Linked DNA regions of Mus musculus: all the other regions are linked to region 1. The links are chromatin contacts, called in public HiChIP or PLAC-seq maps. All regions are on one chromosome and are shown on one strand. The core of a region is the stretch at or near the end of the contact, and the rest is flanking DNA. Distances in the headings are between cores, read along the strand shown.

Region 1 (3,038 bases), core at 407-2,906:
GACTTCCCCCTCCCTCCTTTCTTTTCCTCTCTCCCTTCTTTCCTTTCTTCGTTGCCCATCTCTGTCCTTCCTGCTCCCCTTTTTGTCTTCTCTCTGTTCTTTCCTTCCTTCCTTATTCCTCTTCCTCTTCCTCCCCCTCCTCCTCTTCTTCTTTCCCCAACCCTCTTTCCTTATTAGAGATGGGGTTGCTTTATGGAGCCCAAGCTGACCTCACCCTTGCAGTCCCTGCCCCGGCCTCTCCAGTGATGAAATGACACATAAATGCCATGACATACACCTCCAGGAGACATTTTATGTGTTATCATATCTCTTCTTATGTTGGCTTCATTATATTCCCTTGCCAATTTCTATGGCCAGCCTTTGTTATTATAATAGGGATGGGGGAGAGTATGCTCACGGCTTCTGAGTGCTGGCATTGCCGAGGTCCATGACAAAATATTGATTACAGAGGTTTATCTGTGTTGTAAATATTTTATCAAGCACTTCACTAACCATTTGTGTACTTCTCAGTGCCTATGACCAAATTTAAAATAACTGATTAGTAAGAGTTATATTGTAGCGTAATGAATACAGAGGTCATTTTTTTTCCTTTAGCCCAGTTCCTAACTGACATACCCCAGCATTGCTTCCACCAAGACTCTGCCAAGGACACAGCTCAGAGCCCAGAGCCCAGGCAGGGACAAGGGTCACCTATGTGTGGGATGCCTCAGTGGGTGTGGGAATGGCTTTCCTGGATTTCCTGACTTTTGTGTATTGGTTGTCTCTTACACACAGACTTGCAATAACCCAGTCTCACGGACTGAATGAAACCATTGGCAACTTTCTGGCTTGCTGCTTTTTTCCCCCCAAGCCAGAGCTGAAGCTGGTAAAGAAGCCAGGAATTCCCAAGCTTTCCCAGGCAAGTGTCGAGAAACACTGGGACTCCTTCTTCTCCATCTCTGTCCATCTGCAGGCCAAGTGTGCACCAGTTACAGGCAGAGTCTGAATCGAGCTTTGTGCAAGTCTCTGGAAAGAGATCCAAGTTTTTGTGATGGGTGAAAGTGACAGGGAAGTGGCAGGGACATCTGCAGAGCTAGGTCTGTCCCTGTCTGCAGCAGAGCGTGTGTGGGTCTCCTTTATGTGAATGAGCCACCCAGGATAGAATGGGGCTTTTGACATCCACTGGAACCCAGCATGCCTTACAATGAGAGGCTTGTTGGTCCAAGGAGGACTGTGCAATGAACGGAGGTTCTGAGGTCAGTGCTGTCTATCCATACAGAGACCAGAGAGTAGCTCCTTATTGGAACCAGCTACACAGAGGTCACTGCCTTCAGAGAAAGCAACTTTGATTAGAAATGCTCACTAGAAAGCTGTCTGTTTTCATGTGTTTATTTTGTATGTTCTTGATGGAAGCATAACATGGAGGTTAGATGGCACCATTTATTAGTCCATAAACCTGAAAAGGTATCTCTCTTGACTCCAAGGTCAGTGATGACAATGTTTGTTTCCTTCCATGGGGCGTCAATGTCCTCTCAAGGATATGGAAGCACCCTGGGAAAACAGACTCCATTAAAGTCCTTAATAATCGAGTTGGGAAGGCAGGTGCTCTTGATTGGCACCACTTGGCAAGGGGAACCATGTGGGTCTTAGGGAGGACAGTGACTCTGTGAGCAAGGTTGAGCTGCAGATGGGAGGTGGAGCAGATAGTTAACAGTGTCCTCTAGCCCCCAGGATCAGGAAAAGGACAAACCAGGCTTGTTTGACTTTTTCTGGCAGGCTTGTGATTCCCAGCCAGAATGCAGGTGGCACAGTTGTGACTCCTGGCATGGCCTTCAGTACTTCAGTGATATCTCCACCAGTGCCAGGCACCAGCTGAGTGTCACCGTGCACTTCCCAGGCTTAAGTGATGCTAGCTGAGGCTTTGAGAGCAGCTTCTCATTTATTAGTTACGTTGGAAAGAAATTGCTCATATCTACCTGGCTACTGGATTTTAACAGCTGTGCTCTGTAAGAGATTTTGGAGGGAGCTTGTTTTCAAAGTGTCTTTAAGAAGGTGTCACCTTCAAAGGGAGTTTCCAGGAGGACAACCAGCACTCAGAAATCCAATCATGCAAGAAAAAAATTAGTTCATATTTTGATACACATGGCCTGTTTTCCATCCTCACTTTCATTGGCAATGGTCCTAATGGAAGCTTTCTGTCCAACACTGAGTATCTTGGAAGAAGTCCTGGGCCCTACACAGTTACCTCTGCTTGGCTGGATGCTAAAGAGTCGTAGTTGGCTGGGAGATCCCGAGCGTCCCTTCTAGTTAAAGATGTTATGACTGCAGAGCTAATCAGTCTCAACTTATGAAGTGAAATGATGAGAACTCCTGTGTATGGGGCAAGGTATTCCATGCCTTGTGCTGCAATCTGGGCGGCATTTTCCCAAATCCTAATCTTGTCACTACTGGTATATTATTCCTGTTTACAAATCAACAAGTTGGGGTTTAGAGAAATTTGAAACTTATCCCATGGCACAAATTTCAAATTTAGTAAGTGGCTCCCTGGAGATTGATTTTTTTAACTTTAAGCTTGACTTTGAAACCCACATTTGAACTGGAACAGAGTTACACACCTTGTGGTCACCCCACCCCACTCTCTCTTTTTTTTTTTTTTCAAATTAGTCTCTGATTTCTAGCCTTCCAGGTGGTGAATCCTATTCTTCTGTCAACAAAGCATTCAACTAACTACTGAGATATTTACCATGGATATCTGCTCTCTGACTACTAATAGACCAGGGGTAGTGGCATCTTGCCAACTAGATGTCCAGTCATAAGCAATACAAATGCCTTTGAAGAGATAATGCATGAATTGTCACCCTCTAGTTTGACTGTATGAATTAGTGTGGTTTGGCAAATGCCCAGAAGGAATAGAGCCCAGCTTCCCAGGTCCTGGTTTCCCTGAGGGTAGGAGGGTGGTCCTGTATTGTAGACCTATGAGGAAACCTTTTTTAATGCCTTGATAAAACCCTGTTCAGCAACTGTTGATTTGCTGACTCAATATCTTACTTTCTAGTGGG
Region 2 (3,311 bases), core at 1-2,500, 560 kb before region 1:
GTAAGACACTGTCTCAAGAAGAATTTAAAAAAGAAAAAAATAGAACCGAGGCTGTTTTGAGAACTCAGTTGTGGCTTACAGGAGCACACACTGGGTATCAGGACTGAGTATGGACCTTCTGGGCTCAAAGCCCACTTCTGTCTTTTATAAATGGCACCGTGTTCTGGAAGTTGTTTAACTTCTCTGTGCATCATATCTCCAGCCCCACAATGGAGGTGATAATGTTTCCATCCAATGAGAATCTATGAAGCACAAGGAATGGGCAGATGTGACACCTGTCCCCACTCAGAAGCCAGTAGACAGTCCCAAAAGGCTTTATTTGAGTGTTGCCTGGACTTTCTGGTTCACTCTATGCTAGGGTCCCCTCAAAACATCCCAGAGAATTCTTTTCCTCCATGTAGAGTTAGTTCTCCTCTCTGGAGCATCCCAGCCCCAGCATCACGATTAGGTTCATTTTAGCATGTCCCCCAGCCTCATGTGTGTGCAAGAGAGCTGACTAGGGCTGAGGCAGATGTCTTCTGCCACAGAAACGCAAACCTTCCAGTCTCATCTGACTTAGTCCTTCTCCCTTCCAGAATCCCCCAGCCCCTGCCAGCCCCTGGGAATACATTAACAACTATACAGATGCTCATTTTGTCCTTACCTCACACATGGTCCTCCAGATGGGACTGACATTCTACCCTACCCCATTTTCCATTTGTGTGCACTTAACCCACCTAAAAGGCCACCAGCGGTGCCCATGTGCAGAAGCTCCCAGCTCTCTTATCTGACTATCTCTCCGGCCGAAGCTTTCTGCGTCTCTCATCCCCTGCTGCCTTCTGTCTATTTCTCTGCTCCTCCCCTCTCCCCTTGGAGATTCTGTTTCCATTTCTGACTCTCTGCATCTGAGACTCTTTCCAAACACTTTCTCACAGAAACACATCTGTCTTTCTCTCTCTCTCTCTCTCTCTCTCTCTCTCTCTCTCTCTCTCTCTCTCTCTCTCTACACACACACACACACACACACACACACAATATGCTAATTGGGCTCCCAAGTGAGTTTGTTTCACCCCTACAGGCAGAAGTGAATCTAGTGGGGTTAGAAAGAACATACTTCACACCTGTCAATTAAGCTCAATCACTTGTTGTGTGAAACTAGACCCTGAAGCTCAGGGACAGGCTGACCTGGCTGGACTGGGGACTCAGCTGTCCCTCCAGAGTGGGCTCAGGGAACAAATGCCCCTTCTGTTCCCAGAAGATGAGAGCATGCATCTCGTGGAATGTCCGGGAGCAGCTGTGGACCTCCATAGGGTGGACAGTTCCCAGGCAGCACAGGGGACTCTATGTACTGCTGTTGGTCAGCTATTTTTACAGAACTCTAATGACACAGCAAAAGGACAAACATGGCATAAGAGGAAATAGGTGACATCCTGGCACTGATGTCACTTGAGTACATCAGGAAATGTCTTGGGACTGGACTGGCCATAATAGGAAAGAAATATTACCCTAAACAAAGGTGCCTCTATTATCGTATTACTTTCGATTTATAAAGGTCTGCCAACTGGAACGGAGCCCGGCAGGAGCAAGTGCTGTGTGTTGCTGTGAGGGAAGGCTGGAGATATTTTTAAGGGTGGACTGAGAGCCAAGGCTCCATCTATCATTTTCTTCACTTGCCAATTATTTGAGAGCTCATGGTGCTGAGAAACCCATGCTAGCCATGAAGATGCCCCCTCCTGTCTCACAGGGCTTCTAGCTCAGAAGAGAATAAGAGCATGCAATTGAGAAAGAACAACAGGGTACACGAGTGTCCCTGACATGAAGGTCCGAGAGCTGTGAGCAGAAACCAGGGAGCTAACCTAGGCAACGGAGAGAGCGGGTTCTCTAGAAGGAAGGCCAAGAAGAGCTGAGCTTTGTCCTAGTAAACAAAAGAAAACAAAAGATGGTTTCCAGAAAACAGGGCAAAGAACATAAAAGTTGAGGAGCAAAGGGTCTGATGGTTCCTAAGGCCTGGGAGACACAAGCTTCAAGTGCAATATAAAGATGCATTGTAATCAGACCTTCCTTTTTACAGTGTAGCTGTGGCCAGTGATAGAAGGGGGAAAAATAATGGGGCCATGCAGGTGGCAGCTGCAGCCTCGAAGTGAAGAGAAGAAAAGGATCAAGAGGTATTGAAGAGACAAAATAGCAGGCCTAGATGTTTGCTGATACATGAACTTGACCAGAGGAGGGAGTCCAGACTGGCTCTTGGCCTTGCTTTGAATACCACCTCCTCTGGCAGGGATCTGTGGAAGACAGACACAGTGGTTAGATGGTAAGGAATCCCACTACAGGTATGCTGAAGAAGCTTGTTGATATCTGCATTACCAGGTTGGTCCTTGATTTCCCTGCCTCTTGATGCTCACACCATGGACTAAACTTCTGGCATGGAGAGTGGGCAGACCTGTGGGGCACTGGGCTATGCACTGACAGCCTGGTTTCCAGTTGAGGCTAGATGTTGAACCCCAGGACCTGGTGGTGATAATTCACCTACATGGGACAGAAAGAATTCTCTCATGTCTCCTAGAACTCTGGCTCCTGTCGAAGTTACCGCCCCCACAGCCCCCACAGGAGATGCATGGCTTTTAGTCAAGTAGGCAATGTCCCAAGTTTCTGACCTTCAGGCTAGACCTCCCCACTTACCTAGCAACAGTAAAGATAACGGCACACCATGAGAAGGGCTGTTTGGCCCCTCCTCACTCTCTTACTCTCTTGCTCTTAATCCCCTTACTCTCCTCTCTCTTCTCCTCTCACTCTCTCCCTCTTACTCTCTCTTTCTCTCTAGCCTTTCTTCTCTCTCTCTCCCTTTTTCCCTTCTCTCCTCTTGGCCATGGCTGGTCTCTCCTCTCTCTCTCTCTCTCTCTCTCTTTCTCTCTCTCTCTCTCTCTCTCATTCTCTCTCTCTTGTTCTTGCTCTCTTTTCACCTTTTCTCTTCACCCCTGCCTTTCTACAATAAAGCTCTAAAACCATAGACTATCTCTGTTCATCAGGGCCCACTGTGCTTACTCTTGCCTGTGTGGGAACCTCTTTCCCTCAGCCCTCTCTCCCTAAGGCCCCAGTCGGGGGCTGTCCCTTGTCCACTCCCCATAGAGTGGGGTCAGTGGCTTAAATGCCCACCTGGGACTGAGTGGAAAGCGTCTGGCAGCCCTCTCATGTCTGCCTGCCCAGAGCATAGGAGGAACTCTGGCCGGATGTGGGCTATCCTCCCTTCCCCCTCCTTCCCCTGCCCCCTTTAATTCCCATACAGACCTTGTGACTAGTGCTTCCAACTAATGGAATATGGCAAAGGTAACAAC
Region 3 (3,037 bases), core at 474-2,973, 760 kb before region 1:
TGGGCACATGTGCCTGTGAGGAGCCCCAACACATAAAAACAGTCATAGCTAATGAAATTAAATGGCCAAAATAGATGGCCACCTTCAGACCCTCCGGTATTCTACAAAGAGAGGGAAGCCCCACAGGAGCTCAGCCCGAAACAAGACCTTTTTTTATCATCACACAGTGGCCGAGCTATGCCCTTACATCAGCAGCTGACTTCCACCCTTACTGTGGAGGGAAGGCAAGGATCGAGTAGATGGTTTAGTTTGGATTGGTTTGGTTTAAATTATCAAATCAGATGTGGAGAGAAGTGAACAAAATCTCATTTACTCCTGATACTATGTACAAACAGAAAAACAAAGATAAAAATGTCAGTCCGTGTTCACACAACCTGGGGCTTCACAAGAGGTTTGCAAATGTGGGTAGTGGCTAGCTAACATATACCCATTACTACACGCTATGAGGGTGTGGGGAGGAAAAGAGAATGTGGTGTGTGTGTGTGTGTGTGTGTGTGTGTGTGTGTGTGTCAACATCTACTATATAAATAAATGCAGAAATAAAATAGTAAAAAAAAAAAGCCAGAAATATGTTTGATGCCTTTATTGATCGCACTGACCTTTCTTAAGTAATAAATATCCAAGCGAGGTCAAGGCTCTCTTGGTGTCAATGTCTCAGTGAGATCACTTTACTGAATCAAAGGGAGAGACCAAGGAGGAAAGGAGAGGAAAAGGAGGGGCTAATGGAGAATGGGGCTCACACTATGCAGGACCCAAAGGGGGCAGATGCTTTGGGTCCATTTTATGTCAGATGCATCTGTACCCACCTGGAACAGGTATTATTGTTAGTCCCATCTGGATGAGTTCAAATGAACTCAAACCGAGCACAAGTCTGGATTGTTTCCCTCAGTAACACAGAGGGCAGCACCTGGCTCAACAGATAATGATCTCATTCTGCCACTAGCCCCTTCATATGAATATTATAACAGAAATATTCTTGAGCTGTTTTGACTCAAAGGGGGAAAAAAAAAACAGGGTGAATATTTCGTAAATACAGGTTGGGCTGCTAGATGAGTTGCAAACATTTGCTTCGACTGTATCTATCCAGCAAAATGCATCGCTTCTCACAGGGTCATGTAACACGCAGCTGCCTGCCCAAATCGCCCAGCTATAGGCATGACTATTACACAAGAGGGCTTTCATTTACACAGGCCCAGGAGCGATCGGATAGAGGAAAGAATCAATACCGTCTGTAGAGAAATAAATCGCACTGGAAACGGGGAAGCAGGGGCTGTTTGTGTGGCAGCCAGGAATCCTCTACCAAAGACGCCATGATTTAATCTGCTGAAGAGCTTCCGGGGAAGGCTGGGGCCCACCCTTCCCTGCAGCTCTGCTTGGAGACCCTCTCAGGTTCCTGCAAAGCGCCCTTTTGACAGCCTGAGCTCAGAGTGGACTTCGCTGCCACCAAAGCCACTAGGTGAAAATCACAAAACAAAAACAAAAACAAAAACAAAAACAAAAACAAAAACAAAAACAAAACCCTGCTCGGCATCACTGCTGGTGCTTCTGAAAGCAGTATGAAAGAGATTCCTGCGACCAGCGAGCTTGCCCGCAGCCCTCACTTCACCACCTTCAGCTCCTTTCATTATTCTGTGAGCTGACTTGCCTTCTGCCTGGCCACACACAGCCTTGCTGGAGATGTGCCTGCTTCCTCGGTATTGCTATCCAGGACAATTGCATCCTTGGCCTGCGTCACAGGTCCCAGATCCCAGCCCCTCGGCCCTGAAGGCTCAGCCTTGGCCTGCCCTGCACCCCTGCCCCTGATGACGGCGCCCCCACGTGTGATTCTTGAGGATTTGGTGGTAAATGAGTTCACTGTCTCCTGCATTTTCACAAAATCCTTCTGAAGCTGGAAGAATGTGTCATCGACTGATAAAAATGCTAAATGACAACTCATTTTCATTTTGCAGAACAGAATTGTTTAATATTTCATTTCTATCACCTGCTCATTTTAGGGCAGCCCACACATGACAGGAAGGGCTCCCCGGAGAATTGCTTAAAAGGTTAAAGCTTCCGACAAGCAGCCATCCTGAGGCTCTGCTTCCCGGCGGTCGCGCGCCCAAGTCCGCCTTCGTTGATGTCTCAATGCTGCCCTCTGCTGGCGAGTGGAGCACCGGCATAGCCTGGAAATGAGACACTGAGAAGCCACAGGAGCCCAGCGGGGCTGTGAGAAGCGTGGAACACATGAAGTTTTCTACCTCCTCCAAGGGCATCCCGACCTCTTCTGAGGGTCTTTCAACTGCTCTTTCGCCAGCATGGATTCCTCTGCCAATTTTCAAGTTGTCTGCACACCAATAATGGCGAGAAGCCATGTGTCCAAAGGCTTTCCTCCCTGAAGGACTGATGGATGTTGAAGATGCCTGACAAGGTCAAATGAGGTCAAGTTGAAAAGAGCGACAGTGCATAGGGTGGACAGGTCGGATCTGAGGATAAAATACAAACGTATGCCACCAGCCACAAGCCCCATAAAATCCTCACAATGGGAACCCAATCCCTCTACTCAGCTAGCCCAACCCACATCACTCCAGCAGTCTTTCTTTTCCAGGTTTCAATTATCTGTCCTCACCCACGTTCTGAAAATGTTACGTGGAAAGTTCCATACATAAGTAAGTTGTACGTTTTGTATTGAATGCTATTCTAAGTGGGGCAATGACACTTCACAGTATCCAGTCCCTTCCTATCTGGAATGAGAATCGAACCTTTGTTCTCTGTATCCACACTATATAGGCTACCTTCCCGTTACTCACGTGACCCTCAGCTCGCTTATTGAGGTATCACAAAGTTTGTGCTCAGTAAACCAAATTTACTTGTACAACAACCCCTTCGAGCAAGACAGGCAATGCTAGGAATTTAGGCGTGCCAAAGACAAGTTGGAAAGTGCTTTTGATAAATGGGAAGGTGCTATAATAATAAGCTTAATAAGAAAAGAACAAAACGTCTAGTAACATTGTTAAGATCTACACTTTCAGAAAGACATTTAGAAAACAAGAGAAAATGA

Evidence for each region. HiChIP or PLAC-seq counts read pairs in DNA pulled down with a chosen protein or histone mark.
Region 2: an H3K27ac HiChIP or PLAC-seq map of stem cell-derived neural progenitor cells shows a contact between it and region 1, with 4 times the contacts expected there. The contact joins two enhancer-like sites. A contact is called at or near these places in 3 of 115 datasets of contacts at active chromatin or transcription factors (T-cell acute lymphoblastic leukemia, astrocytes and stem cell-derived neural progenitor cells).
Region 3: a contact with region 1 is called in an H3K27ac HiChIP or PLAC-seq map of oligodendrocyte precursor cells, with 7 times the contacts expected there. The contact joins two enhancer-like sites. A contact is called at or near these places in 5 of 39 promoter capture datasets (the 3T3-L1 cell line, the C10 cell line, hippocampal neurons and 2 more), 3 of 15 datasets of contacts at CTCF or cohesin (embryonic stem cells, large pre-B cells and pro-B cells), 25 of 484 Hi-C or Micro-C datasets (the AtT-20 cell line, MC3T3-E1-derived osteoblasts, Th2 cells and 15 more), 5 of 115 datasets of contacts at active chromatin or transcription factors (Th17 cells, embryonic forebrain, embryonic stem cells and 2 more) and 1 of 9 other capture datasets (embryonic stem cells).

The regions. Positions count from the first base shown.
Region 1 is chr4:8,372,964-8,376,001 of GRCm38.p6, reverse strand. Gm42252 (a long non-coding RNA gene) reads left to right here. Exons shown (of 3, transcript XR_881096.1): 3 at 775-1,068. Among named protein-coding and RNA genes, the nearest start is that of Gm42252, 45 kb to the left of the region's middle. Within about 2 kb of position 1,656, at least 32 of the 459 cell types and tissues checked have an H3K27ac peak or open chromatin away from gene starts, as enhancers often do. A contact at or near this core is called in cerebellum, neural progenitor cells, oligodendrocyte precursor cells and 1 more, where this site is marked.
Region 2 is chr4:8,937,245-8,940,555 of GRCm38.p6, reverse strand. No RefSeq gene overlaps it. Among named protein-coding and RNA genes, the nearest start is that of Gm46842, 28 kb to the right of the region's middle. Within about 2 kb of position 1,250, at least 75 of the 459 cell types and tissues checked have an H3K27ac peak or open chromatin away from gene starts, as enhancers often do. A contact at or near this core is called in stem cell-derived neural progenitor cells, where this site is marked.
Region 3 is chr4:9,135,072-9,138,108 of GRCm38.p6, reverse strand. Gm50597 (a long non-coding RNA gene) reads right to left here. Exons shown (of 2, transcript XR_001784233.1): 2 at 1,936-2,399. Gm34288 (a long non-coding RNA gene) reads left to right here. Exons shown (of 4, transcript XR_881105.2): 2 at 2,585-2,645. Among named protein-coding and RNA genes, the nearest start is that of Gm34288, 6.0 kb to the left of the region's middle. Within about 2 kb of position 1,723, at least 95 of the 459 cell types and tissues checked have an H3K27ac peak or open chromatin away from gene starts, as enhancers often do. A contact at or near this core is called in cerebellum, neural progenitor cells and oligodendrocyte precursor cells, where this site is marked.